Regions from separate parts of the Mus musculus genome. Here region 1 is linked to region 2. The links are chromatin contacts, called in public Hi-C maps. All regions are on one chromosome and are shown on one strand. The core of a region is the stretch at or near the end of the contact, and the rest is flanking DNA. Distances in the headings are between cores, read along the strand shown.

Evidence for each region. Hi-C and Micro-C count contacts between places; a contact is called where the count stands out from the background.
Region 1: a Hi-C map of bone marrow-derived macrophages shows a contact between it and region 2, with 12 read pairs. The contact joins two enhancer-like sites. A contact is called at or near these places in 1 of 15 datasets of contacts at CTCF or cohesin (stem cell-derived epiblast-like cells), 48 of 484 Hi-C or Micro-C datasets (the C2C12 cell line, DN3 thymocytes, ECoMG-derived neutrophils and 30 more), 8 of 115 datasets of contacts at active chromatin or transcription factors (embryonic basal ganglia, embryonic hindbrain, embryonic stem cells and 2 more) and 2 of 9 other capture datasets (embryonic stem cells and pancreatic islet).

What each region holds. Positions count from the first base shown.
Region 1 is chr10:120,847,442-120,854,808 of GRCm38.p6, reverse strand. It overlaps Msrb3 (methionine sulfoxide reductase B3), which reads left to right. Exons shown (of 7, transcript NM_177092.4): 3 at 2,717-2,825; 4 at 4,756-4,833. Among named protein-coding and RNA genes, the nearest start is that of Gm15910, 6.5 kb to the left of the region's middle. Within about 2 kb of position 5,983, at least 22 of the 459 cell types and tissues checked have an H3K27ac peak or open chromatin away from gene starts, as enhancers often do. A contact at or near this core is called in ECoMG-derived neutrophils, bone marrow-derived macrophages and myeloid progenitors, where this site is marked.
Region 2 is chr10:120,319,780-120,326,721 of GRCm38.p6, reverse strand. No RefSeq gene overlaps it. Among named protein-coding and RNA genes, the nearest start is that of 1700006J14Rik, 41 kb to the left of the region's middle. Within about 2 kb of position 2,946, at least 37 of the 459 cell types and tissues checked have an H3K27ac peak or open chromatin away from gene starts, as enhancers often do. A contact at or near this core is called in ECoMG-derived neutrophils, bone marrow-derived macrophages and myeloid progenitors, where this site is marked.

The sequences.
Region 1 (7,367 bases), core at 4,734-7,233, 530 kb before region 2:
TTTCTCAGAGAGTGAACCTTGCTTAGAGTTAGGAAGCAACATTTATTTATATTTAAGGTTGGGAAGCTAGGATGTAGGAAAATTTCGCTAATGTGGAAGATGACCTTTAAGTGCATCAAAACCAAATAATTTGTAGGCTGTGACATAGGGCACATTCCTCCAAAATGTGTGTGTGAATACTGCTTTCGTGGGTCTTGAAAGACAACAAAGGAAGCTGGGACGAAAGCTTTCCCCCTTCCACACACGAGGAGGACTAACAAAGGAGTCCGGAGGGTCCCTTTCAAAGTTCACCATTAAAACGGGGTCTCCGTAGCACAGCTAATGAGATGGGCTCGTAGCGGAAAACAATCTGTTTTTAAGAGTGTTTAGATCAAAAGTAATTTCTAATCTATGAAATAAGGACTCTTCAATACCCGCCATTCACCAGCAAAGCTTTTATGCTTGCATTGTTTACTTCAATCAGATGTTTTCAATTTTACCTTCCTCCCCCCTCCCCTACACATACATGATAGGGTTCATCAATACTGACCAACAGTCTCATTCTTTTCCTTCAGAAAGGAGATTTTTAAAAAAAAATTTTTTTGAGAGAGTGAGTGAGAGAGAATGAAAAAGAGAGAGACGTCTTTACCTAAGCGATTTGTAAGCATCTGTGCTTGAAGCTACTTTTTTTTTTTTTAATGAACACTCCTTAGTAAAACGAGTCAGGGTAAAAAAAAGCAGAGAAGCATCCAGTGTTAGGGAATTGCAATCCAATACCATGTAATTTAAACCCACGGTTGCTTCTCTTGGACCAAATGACATACAGATGGGTGGCTGAGCTCTCGCAACGTTGGGAACACAATTGGCCTTTTTGTATGAATGAACGTGTATTAACCCAAAATATTCTCGACAGACTTGCTTAATTCTGATTGTTCAGATCTTAATTATCAAGCCCTTTGGAACCGATAACTTTAACCATGATAATTTGTCAGACTAAGTTTCTGATGAATGGACTTTGGGGCAAAACTAGCCGGCACCCTTCTGGGACATCAATGAAAGCAAAAGTCAATTTTAAGAAGTCTGTGAGGGAGGTGAGCAGGAACTCACCCAACTCAGGGTGCCTATTGTTTGAGGATGAGGCCCTCTTCACTCAAGCTCAACAGGCAACTATAAGGGAGACATTTCTGTCTATGCTTTGGACAGCAATGATCAGGTTTCTCCCTCCCCCCACCCCCCCCAGGGTGAGTGAGCCTGGTGTTAACTGCGGTTCAGCTAGGTGGGAGGCCCTCAGGGCTATTGCTGAAGTGCCTATGTCCCTGGGTCTCTTTCTAGACCAACGAAGGATGGGGAGGTTGGTAGAAGTTAGTGTGACTCCTGCCGGCCTGGCCATAGTAATCTTCTGTTGGCTCTACTCTGCTCTTTTCCTGGCTCCCTGCTTTCTGGTAGAGAAGCAGCTTTCTGTCTAGGTGGCCCTAGTTCCAGAAGCTGATAGCCCCTTCTTCAGTCCCACAATCGGGATAGCTGGCTAGTTAATTCTTGCCAAGTTTAACTTCAGTAATCTCATAGTCTGTGTTAGGTGCCTTAAAAGTAAACAGTGGGAAGGGTTTCCATCGGCAAGTCAGGAGACGTTGGATTTTATGTTCAGGATACCAAGGCTGACTTCAAGACACTGTTAGGGGACCTCTGTGCTGAGGACTGTCTGCAGGCAGCTTTCCTACCATGACGGATGGCCAGGGAAAGGCCCGTAATTGCACTGAGCAGTGGCTCTCCTGTCTCCTGTTCTTCTCAGCTGCTTGCTCAGGTAAAGTAACTACGCACATAAACAAGTGTTGTCTGAATATCTCGCTGCACTCTGTGCCTATTGAAATAGAACTACCTTCACTGTCAGTAACATTCGAATCATTTCATCACTCAGATCAGGGAAATCCTCCCTGCTGAACTCTCCCAGCCAGGACCGCACAAGCCCTGAAGTAAAATCACGCTCAGCTTCCATGTGGCTGTGTCTTTTTCTTCCTGCCTTTCTCTGTCTCTCTGTCTCTCTCTGTCTCTGTCTTTTTCTTAATCTGGAATTCTTGAATCTCTCTTTGTATAAGTAAATACCTTCTCCTGAAGTCTCCTGGCAGTTCCTTGCTGGTAAGACACAGGCTTTAGAAAAAACATGCATTTCTAAAGACCACACAGAACCTACTTAAATGTCTGTCAGACTCATAGAAAACAGCAGTTCCTACTGTAGAAAAAAAGACATGTTTAGGTTCCTCAGAAAAATAAATTGGATGGTAGGTGGTCATCTTGGTTGACAGTTGCATGGTGACAGCCTCAAGCTAGTCTACCAAGTTGCAAAATTATTCAGTGGATCTTTGTATGTCCACTATCACTTCATACCTGCAAATACATGCATGCTACTGAATCCACCGTTTTAAAAGGGGTTTCAAGGTATCAGGTGGCATAAAGGATGTGCTACAATCTTGTAAACAAATTCCCAGTGAGTTTCTAATATCACCTGCTACAAGCCTTGGCTGTGACACGTTGTTGCTGCGCCAGGGGAATCATGGGGCTTTTTAAAGTGCATTCTGTTGGAGCTTGGAGACCGGCTGCAGCTCAGGTAAGGTTTTGTGGTCCGCTAGGGATTCTCTGGTCATTGACAAGTGACTGTAGAGGCTGTGCTGTGGCGGCCAGCCAAAGCAAGTATTTAGGATTCAGGCTAAATGGCTCTTTCTCCCATATCCTCTCTTTCCAGGGTCATGTAGGGATAAAAAGAACTGTAAGGTGGTCTTTTCCCAGCAGGAACTGAGGAAGCGGCTGACACCCCTACAGTACCATGTCACTCAGGAGAAAGGAACTGAAAGGTAATGTGTGCTGTAATAAAAGCAAGCAAGCAAGCAGGCAGGCAGGCAGGCAGGCAGGCAAGCTGGCAGGCAGGCAGGCAGGCAAGCTGGCAGGCAGGCAGGCAGGCAAGCAGGCGGGCAAGCAGGCAAGCAGGCAAGCAGGCAGGTGGGCAAGCAGGCAAGCAGGCGGGCAAGCAGGCAAGCAGGCAGGCAGGCAGGTGGGCAGGCGGGCAAGCAGGCAAACAGGCAGGCAGGCAGGGAGGCAAGCAGGCAGGCAGGCAAGCAAGTAGGTGGGCAAGCGGGCAAGCAGGCAAGCAGGTGGGCAGGCAGGGAGGCAAGCAAGCAGGCAAGCACCACTTTCTCCCACTCCTTGGAGTCTTCTTCCCTGTTGATTATTTTAAAGAAACTATGCATGCTGGGTAAGGCCTGCAAATGACTGTCTTTGAAAAGGCTGGAGATGGCACTGTTTGAGTTAAAGCTGAGTTTCTTTTCTGCTTCTCTCCACTCAGCGAACTATATCTATATAAAGCCACGGGACTTTTGCTAAGGGCCTGTTTTTAGTTTACAGTGAAATGTGTGGAAGCAATAGCGATTTGGGTGCCCCCCCCCCTTTTTTTTTTTGGACGACATCACAGCAAGGAAAACTGTGAGGGATGTGGCGCTATGCCAGGAGGCTGGCATTTTGAAGGTGGCATTGTAAAGCATAGACGTTTTGGCTGCAAAAAGAAGGTAGCATAATTTAGTTCCTTTCCACCCCACTCGGATTTCTTTTTGAAGCACATGTGGAGAAAGTATTTATTGGCTCATTTGTGGTTGGAATGTCAAAAATTTTCAATAACTGCCCTTGCATGGCTTTGGTCCTTGGAAGTTCGCCCTACATCCTGGGGGGGGGGGGCAGTCGTTCACTTCCAAGACTGTTTTTTAGTGAATAAAATAAAATCTCTCTCAGCTGATTCCAGCGAAAAAGTAACTTGCCAAGGCCTAATGATTTTGTTGTCTAATTCATACCACGGGGCTCGGCACGAGGCTGTAAATGGTCCCCCTGATGCAGGTTTATTCGTGATGTGACTTTGTGTTTCCATTCAAGATCTGAAAGAGCTTCCTTCCCACACAGGGATCCTTGTTAATGGACAGCACGCTCTCCCTGTCACAGCCCCCACTGTTCACTGAGTTTACTGAACAATGAAGCTCTCTCACAAGGTGTGCCTTCCTTGTACCAGCGGCGGCGGCAGGGCTGGATCACAGGGTCCAGGACTTCTGCCCGCCAATGTTGTGTGCATGCCCTAGCAAAATGATTTAATGCACACAAACAACCAGAGATTAGGTCATTCTTTAAAAAAAAAAAAATTCTGTTTATAAAAAAAATTGGACCTCGTAAAGAGGGACGAAACGATAATAAAACCAAGCTGCAGAGCACACGGCCTTTTTGTTGGGCGACACAGCTGATCTGCATTAACCGAGTGACCTCCGCGCCTGTAAGATCGCTAACTTAGAAAAACAGTTCCTTAAAGCTGCAATATTCCTTTTCAAACCAAAAAATAAGACTCCTTCCACTCGAAGACTTGGGACCTGCTACATTTTCTGGTCCCCCTCTTGTATGGTGTGGGGCCGCGGAAATCTTAGGTAACAGTGTTCTTCATGTGACTCAAACAGTGGGCTTTTTTTTTTTTTTTAATTTGAAAAATATTCTAAGTATTACTTACTAGATGGCTTGATATTTTGACTTAACCTGTACTAGTTTGGAGTAGTTATATGCACATTTTATTATATATATGTATATATTCGAAGTATATTACTATTGTTCAAGCTTCCATATGTCTGGTCTGTTCTCATTTTAGGGCCCCAGACCCTTGAAAGTTTTACCAGAGAAATGTATTTAAACCAGTGTGTTCTATAAGAAGTAACACTAGCTCTGTTAACAGTTTTTGACGCTCTGTTTATCGTTTATCAGTGCCTTTGAAGGAGAGTACACACATCACAAAGATCCTGGAATATATAAATGTGTTGTCTGTGGAACTCCGTTGTTCAAGTAAGTGTCCTGAAAGCCGGTGGGCGTGGCCGGGTCACGTGACCACATGCTCCGGGCTGCTCAGTTACCTGCCCATCTTTCCTTTGCTGAATTTGATTCTATCCTTTCATATATTTGTCCACTTTCTGAAACCGACAATGATGACAGACTTTCTTGGCTAATTTCTAGCGTGACAGACTGGCTAACTTTGTACTGTTTAGACATTTAAAACACCCAGCACTAACTTTGGTGTCCACTTCAGTAACCATTGTCCTTAGCAGAGGTACAAAGAAAATCTTGGTGACAGAGAGCGTATGTATTTACTGATTTGTCTAATGCCCCGACGTCCACGCATAGGTCATTTTGCAAGTCACTCACGCACATCCCTCAGATTAAAATGCATCCAGCGAGAAGCCTCTTTATACTTCTACAATGAAGCGCTATACCCCAAATAAACATGAGACAGCAATATCTTCTACCTGAGGTTAACATTATTATTTTGACATTGGCCTAAAATCCTCTTTTTGAAAAATCCTAAACGTTCACAATAATGCTGATACCACATAGACTTTTTGACCAAGACAGATAATTCTTGGTCTGGATAGGATAATCTTATCAAGCAAGGACAGTTTTTAACCAAAAACATTTTATCTGGGTGCTGGGTGCGTAAAATCTCAGGCTCCCTGTATGTCCTACAGAATTGCTGCCCTGGTGGAAATGAAAGCAGAAACCTTACTTAGGGGTGAGCATCTTTTATCTGAGACAGGATTAGGAAGTTTCAGAGAATAAATAACAAAAGAAGAATGGAAAACATACTTTAGTTTGCCCTGTGCTTCTCCTTTAAGACACTAGCATTTACAGATATTTCTGAAATAACAGGAAAATGGTAGTTTCCTTAAAAATTCTTAAGAGTTCCAACTTTTCCCCAATGACATAAACCCTTTTGCACGGTCCTGTTGGTTGACAATCTGTTCTGAATTCTTACTCTTTTTTTTTCTCTCATGTTAAAAAACCGACCCTTCAAATTGTCACCCGTTCCCTGTCAGAAAACACACATCCTCATATTTCAACACCCTTAGCTTATGTCATAATAGTTGACATAACACTTAAGACAGCTGCTGAGCCATGCTAAACTGGTTAATACCCCAACCGGCCAAAGCTGCCCACATCCCTTGGCTTTTCGTTTGAGATGTCCCACCTCTTTCCCCATCATGTGATTTCACTGAAGGACTCTGCTGAAGGAAAACTTACTGTTTTAAATAAGAAACAGAGCCAACTGTGAATGGAGAATTTAACCCTTGTGAGCGTTTGATTCGCAAACCCTGAAATCGAGATTCTTACACTAACTCGAGTGCTTGCAAGAGTCACATTCACCTTCGTGGTGACCTTCCCGGTGACACTCTTGGTGACCCTGTGACTTTCCCCCTAGCGTTCCTGTCAGCTTTCATTGTCTAAACTTCTGAGAAATAGGATTTAATTTTTCACTCATACTTTTGCTGGTTTTCGTCATTCACTCTCTCTTGATGTCTCATCTACTTTGGGGAAAAGCACCCGTGCTCCGCTGCCACTGGAGATGGAGTACTTTATTGGCTTTGTACGACTGCCTTCGTGTTCAAAATGTGTACCTGGGTGCCCACGGAGATGCAGGGGCCACAGGGCATGCACGGTTTTGAGAGACTTGGATTTTCCCTGTCCTCTTTTTCTTTGTACGTTGTTTGCTGAAACTGTGCACCTCAGGGGTCAGGGGTCCGCTGCTCCTTCCATCCAGTCTCTCCTGTGGTTTGTTTTCCTCTCTCTTCTCATGGGGTGGTACACCTTTCATCTCTCCCAAATATTGCTGCCCCTAGTTACAGTCTTCATTTTCAAGCAAAATGATAGTTCAAGGATGTATTAATTTTGAAGACAAGCGTCCTGAAAAGTTGGGGGGGGGGGGCAAAAACAAAAAACAAGAACTAGATGTGGAAAACACTGAGATAGCCTTGCGGGCTCCTGCCTTGGGTCAGCTGACTTCCCTTCCTGTCTGTGTACATGCCTTTCTGTCTGTGTATCCGCTTTCTACCCAGGGATTTAACTGGGTAGCCATGAGAACACGAATCAGTGAGTTTATTCCAATAATAGAAAATGAAAGTTGGGGGGGTCATAGTTGATTTGGGGGGGAACAAGTCTAATTTGATTGATAGATATATTGTTGAAGACTGGGTTTGCAAATAAGTGTATGTAATCGATCTGAGGTTTGGACAGAGGCATATTAAACAGGTATACAGAATATGGAACAAGGAGAAATTCCTCTTTTGCAGTTACTTCTAATAAGTTTTTAAAAGATACGAGGAGAAAAGTTATCAATCAGCAGGTACAAGTTTAGAATCCACATAGTTGTTTGAATAAGAAAGTTTGAAGTATTTCATATTATAAGAGAGGGTTAGGATAAAGAGCAGTTTGCTAGTAAGAAGTGAAAGGAAGTTAGAAAGAAATCAGACACAGCAGGAGTGGTCATGTGTACACGCACAGCAGGAGTGGTCATGTGTACACACACAGCAGGAGTGGTCATGTGTACA
Region 2 (6,942 bases), core at 1,697-4,196:
TCTCTGCCCCTCCTCCTGCTGTGACTTCACAGAGACTATCTTTTCCATCTCTGGGGGACGAAGGTACACCTTTGAACTGCCCCAAGAAGTGGAATGGTTTCCAAAGTTTTGAGCACTGGTTAATTGGCGCTGTACCACCTTAAGCACCTCTAACTTAAGCACCTACTCACCATCTGATTTAAAATAGAAAAAGATACAGCGGACTGACCTCGCTAAATAGGCACGAATCTACCCAGGCATGATCGAGACCCCGATAAATCTGTTTCTAATCACCCATTGGTATTTAAGTATATAGTAACTACTCTATTAAATTTAATTCTCTCTCTTTAATGACAGTTATTCTGCATTTAATGACAGTTATTTGAAATATATACCCACAGATTATTAACAACACTTTAACAAGATATTTAAACTGTGGAATGTGAGTACGAATCTATCAAATGTCACTAAGTCAATTACTGTTTAATGCAGAATGGCCAAATTGTTAACATGGCCCCAGGTGGGAACAAGATGACCTGAAAGCATTTCAGTAAGAACTAACTTGCCAGGGGGAGAAAATGCAACTGAGAGTATTATTTCAGAGTAAAGCTAAGGACATATGACTTAAACACTGATATGGAAGCATGCCTTTGGGGGGGGGCACATATTAAAATTGTTTTTGCTTGGAAGTTGATTTCCTCTGTGATCTACAGCAACGTCCTAAGTTGAGTGGCTTTAATTCATCGTTTCCAATCACATATGTGCTAAAAATTAGTCACATCCTTTTTTTTTTATTCTGGGAGTTCACTTCCAGGTTTTAACAGAATATCACTTTAGGTTAAATGCAGGACATCCCTCTTCTCAAGGTACCAACCACTCACTGAAACAAAGTCCTTCATTCAAATACAGTTCTGCTTCCAGCTCTTGGCACATCCGCCTCCGACCCGATAAGCTCCCATTCTGTTATTGGTGAGATTGAATGGTCCACCCCACCCCATGCCTTCTTCCATATCACTGAGCACTTTACGGGAGCAGAGGAGGAGGCTAGAAATTTCTGCTGATACACAAGCCCAACCTATAAAGTACATCCATAGACTCTTTTTAGCATGCTCCATTTATTATGGCCTCCATTAAAAGTATTATATTTCTGTGCTTTACAACCATAAAAGAGTAAATAATTTCAAAGGATTGCTTGACAGGAGTCTTCTGTTTTAAGTGGAACTTAGAAATACCTGGGAAATCACTGGAATAAATGTACTTCAGGGACCCAATGTTTCAAAGTTCTTTTTTTTTTTTTTAACTGTTTTCTCAAGTGCATAATAAGATACACCATTTCCTCCAACATTTTTGGAAGTGGATTTTGGTTTGGAGTTTTTCCTCTGTTGACATTTGACTCATAAATATTTCTTACAATGCCTTTATTGTCCATTTCATCATGGCTCCTTCCTCATTCTCTTCTTCCCCTCCCCTTTCTCTCATTTCACAGTAGACATTTCTTACCATCAGTGGGCTCTGTTCTGCCTCACTGCTAAGTACAGGGTAGCTTAGGGCTTACACACAGACAGCAGCGTGACACAGCATTGAAGAAAGCCTGCTATACAACCTGATAAGTTGGAAGACATATGTTAAACACCCTACGGGGAGATTTTCTTTTTAAAGGGAAGCAAATTCCACCCATGGAACTAAGCAAATATCTCATTAATCTATGCCATCCAGGAAGCCTATGTATACAGCATTCTTTGCATGGAAAAGATTAGGTCACGTCACTTTCCAAAATGAAATTATTTTTCAAAAAATACAACCGGCATCGACATTTGAAGAAAAGGTAAATGGCCCATAAAATATTCACATTTATAAACTGATTGGAACTGTCGGCATTTGCTGTTTCTATGATCCTCATTGTCTGGAAAGTAGAGGAAACTCCTCTTTGATCTTGTCTGTGCAGACATCCTGTTGGGTGCTGTCCTCTTTTAGAGTTATGTTTTAGGGTACCAGGCAAAGCCTTCAGACACAAGTGTTGAGTAGGTGACAACTGGGCTAAAATTTGGTGACTATCTCACTGCACAAATGAGAGGTCTCAAAAAGGGTTAGCTTTTTCTAAACTAAACAGGGGCTCTCATCAACAACCTCTGGGAGTGAGAGGAATGAGCTCTGACCAGTCATAGGCAGTTTCATTGGCTCTGTGAGGAGGGCATATATAATTCATATTAGAAAACACCAGGCTTGCTTCTCAGGCTCTCAATTTGATTCTTGGCTGTATCATATTACTGGTTGTGTGTGTGTGTGTGTGTGTGTGTGTGTGTGTGTGTGTGTGTGTGTGTGAGAGAGAGAGAGAGAGAGAGAGAGAGAGAGAGAGAGAGAGTTAGTTCATGTGTTTACACATGTGTGTCTTCCTGTGTGTAGAGATTAGAGGTGGACAGGAGGTATTTTTGATCACTCTCTCTCTTAATTTTTTGGAGACAGGGCTTCTCCACATTCCACAGCAGTTTGGTAAACCCTATGAGCTGCAGGGATTTGCTATACTCCCCATGGCCATCCCATGTTGGAATTTCAGAGCTGCATACAACCTGAACTTAAGGCACTCTGTAGCCTTTTCCATAGGCGTTGGGGATCTGTATTATCTAGCAGACACTTTACCACCTGAGCCCTCTCTACCGCCCACAGGACTTCCTTTTGATAAACCCTACTGCTCTTCAAGCTTCAGATGAGGAAACTGTTGCTCATCAAGACTGTGCAACTTCCTCCAGACCATAGTTGGCGGTCTTAACCCACAACTATTTCGTCCGTCCCATAGAGGGGCTTTAAGCCACATCTGGTTCAATCTAAAGCAGAGTCCCTTGGCCGCCACTCACAATACCTGCCCCCGCTCAGAATTAGGCAGGGCCAGAGGACGATGGAGCCTAGAGTCAAAGGCAAAATGTCATCAAGAAGGAAGTTACACAACAGCTAAGGTGCCTGTGGCTGAGATCCACCCAACACCACTGGCACAGGAGGTCTGGTTAGCCAGGAAGGAAAGTGGAATGTCTACCGCCTGCCTCTTGGATCTGGGACACTGGCTCCTTTCCCAATGACAATGCCAAGTGAAAAAACAAGTAACAGCTACTCACCAGCCCCTCACTCCCACATGTTGACCGGGTTTAAGTATCGGGATTGTGTGAGCTAGCGGCTTCAACTAACAGAAGGAGGCAGGTCAAGAGGAATGAGTGTGGGGTATGACATTGAAGTGGGGGTTCAGGGGTTTATGACCTTGGAGGCCATGGAATTCACACAGCGTCACTCCAGGAAGATGATGGCTAGGAAAGGGACTGGGGTAGAAATCCGGGGCAGTCAATCACTTCACCTGCCCACGAGGGTCAGTGCAGGAACCAAAGGGCTTTCTTCCACAAAACACTCAGTCTCCTGAAAGAAACAGCGTAAACAGAGTCGGATTTGCCAACGACAGTTTCTCAATGTTTAAACTAGCCAGTAACACCTCGCAGATGGAGAAACTAATACTAGTAAAAGCTGGAGGCCTGTACTGTTCTCACTTGGAGAACCAGAGACAGAACAGATGTAAGCCCCGGCCTCTGGATTCCCAGACTGACATAGGAGCCACTCAAAGAACAAACCTTCAGCCTTTAAACCTGCGGAGACCTCTGACTGCTGTGTGGTCCCTGTCGGCCTCCACGCAGCATGACAGAGAGCGATTCCTTTCTTCTTACACACTCTGTGCTCTGATTAGCTGCAGGACCAGCTTCGCACAGCTCATCTTTTATCTGTTCATTCTACAAATACTACTTCTTCTTTTTATGTTTTTGTTTTTCAAGACAGGGTATTTCTGTATAGCCCTGGAGCTCACTCTGTAGACCAGGCTGGCCTCAAACTCAGAAATCCACCTGCCTCTGCCTCCCGAGTGCCAGGATTAAAGGCGTGTGCCACCACTCTCTACAAATACTTCTTAAGTGTCTAATATGTGTCAGGTACTGGTGTAGATGACGGGAAGAGAGTCTGTTCTGTAGGACTGAGGGTTGTAGACAGGCAGCAGAAAAAGACAAGAGGCCCATGAGTGTTGTTATAGAAAAATCAAGGAGGGTAAATGCTGTGGGTCCAGGGCTTACCATGTGACCAGCAAATACAAAGTCCTGGGTTCTATTTCCAGCAAAGTAATATATATATATATATATATATATATATATATATATACACACATACATATATGTGCGTGTATGTATGTGTGTATATATATATATATACACACACATATATATACACATGTATATATGTATATATAATTGTGTACATATATTTATATATATATTACATATTACACATTACATATTATACATTATACATTGCACATTACATACCATATATTATATATGTAAAATCAAATATACAGTTAACTATATAATCATATATTATATATTAAATTATATAATATGTTTGTATATTATATATAATTAATATAATAATTAACATTTAACATGTAAATATATGTGTTAATATATAAATATATTTTATGTGTTAATATATACTAATGTTAATATAATGTTAATACATATGTAATAAATGTTAACATAAATATATATGTTAATATGTATATATGATATGTTAAAGTATATAAAAATTAATGGAAATATTATATATTAAGTATATTTATATGTATATACACACATAAACATATATATGTATATGATTTTATATATATACATACATACACACATGTATATATAGATACATGTGTGTGTGTGTTTATGTGTGTGTGTGTGTATAAAAGCAGAGTGACCATATGAAAAACAACAGCATTAATCTGAGTCTGAGATGAACCCAGAGGTTTTGCAGCCAGGCACATGAAGACAGAAGGAAAGACATGCTTCTACTGCAGCAGAACTCATTAGGCTTTCCCACCATGCTCTCTTTACCCTGCCTTTTATCTTCCCCAGAGGGTTTGTGAGCTTGCAAGTGAGTGAGAGCGCCAGCCCAAGGAAGAACCAAGTCATACTCCTGAACTGCCCAGTCTGTTCCTAAGCTTTGATATTCTGCTATTCTTGATAATAACATGCCGTTCTCTATGTGGTTCATAATAAAGATCCAGCGGTCACATCAGGTCAGAAAGATTCACATCGGAAGAACTGAGAGACCCACAGCAAGGCTCAATGGCAAGACTCAGAGGAGGCTTGAATTCCTCTGCATAGGCGATCATGTCCACCCTGGTTGTCACCATCCCCCCCTCTCCTTGCTGGCTGTCCACCATGGCAGTCCACTGAAAAAGACACTTGGGCATTGCTTCTTTCCTGCCCATTTCACCTCGGGTCACAACCATTGGCAGTAGTGAGCTGCTCGAGACAGAACTGTGTTGCCCCCATTCATACATTGAAGTCCTACTCCCCTACATAGTCATACTGTAGATTAAGACCTTTAAGGAGCTTAAAGGGAAACTGAGGGTAGGGCCCTAACTCAGAAAGACTGACGTCAAAACATTAAGAAAAGACACCAAAGCAGACAGAGAAAAGTCCAGTGGTAACAGGTGGGAAGACAGACTCCGATACCGGTGAAGACAGGCCCCTCTGAAAGCTCACCCATAGAGACGAAGCCGTCCACAGAGACAAAGCCCGCCCACAGAGACAAAGCCCGCCCACAGAGACAAAGCCCGCCCATAGAGACGAAGCCTGGGATCCACAGAGACCAAGCTCACCCACAAAGACAGTCTTCTGGCAGTCCCCAGAACTCTGAGAAAATGGAATGGTGTTTTGAAGCTTGAGCTGATGAGTCTGTGGCTGATGACCCTGTCTGCCCACGATGAACCTTTCTGACAAGCTCATCTCCTACTAGGCTCGCATCTCTCCTTTGTTCCAGCCACACTGTTCCCTGAGCCTGAAAATCACATTCCTGCAGGGTTGCGCAGCATACACAAGTGGTCTACCCCCTGTCCTCCTGTAGGGCTTTGCTCAGATGTCCTTGAACACTGAATCTTTCTCTGACCTCTGCTTAAAATGATAAAAACAAAATGTCCACATCTCTCCCCACTTTATTTCTATTCAGAGTGCTTACATACTTCCTGGCCAATACGGTAGACAACTAACATTTCTTTGGATCAGTGTTTACATCCTTGTCTAAAAGAGTGCCTTATCAATGTCTAATATCAAGCTCCCTGCAGGCAGGAACTAATGGCTCCTTTGTATCCCTACCATCTCAGGGATAGACTAGAGGAGCATGTGGGTGTGAAATGGATGGGAGAGAAAGACAGGTGGGAAAAAGAAAGATCAAGATTAATCAGGGTAGGCTTTATCATGTTTTCTGACCAAGTTTCTTAGATATGTCACGTTATAAATTCTAAACCAGGCAGTGATGGCACATGCCTTTAATCACATTACTCAGTAGGCTGAGGCACATGGATTTTCTGAGGTCAAGACCAGCCTGGCCTACAAAGTAAGTTCCAGGGAACCCAGAGCTACACAGAAAAACTATAGGCTTATATTTTTCAGAACCTAGTTTAATAAGCATACTTAAATGCCTTAACTCCCCCTTTTAGCCCACCACCCACCAGAGTTAGTGGAAAAGAAAGGTTAATAGGGCAAAAGAGGATGTGGCCCCGTATAGAAATAGTTCTTTGGAGTAATCCTGATCTCCATGGTCAGGATAGCAGCAGTTCAGCTCACGGGCAGCAGTGATTAATCAGCAGCAGTGGCGCTATCCACTTGCAAACGCCTTTCACCAATCGGCAACTGAAGTTCCATCCAGAAGATACCTGAGAGGTAGAAGCGGCAAGAAGCCTCCGGAACACCACCAGAAGGTCTTTGGTGTGTTTCTCTCTACAAAGTCATGACAAGGGATGATCAACGAAGAAGGCAAGGAGAACCAATGCCACAGCGTCATCAAGGAAGACCAGTGTCAGCAAAGCCCAACAAAGAGCAGCAAAGAGCGGCAAGGCAAACCACTGCCACACAGCGAGCGCCCTCTACTGTCTGGTGGGTTGTACTTCTA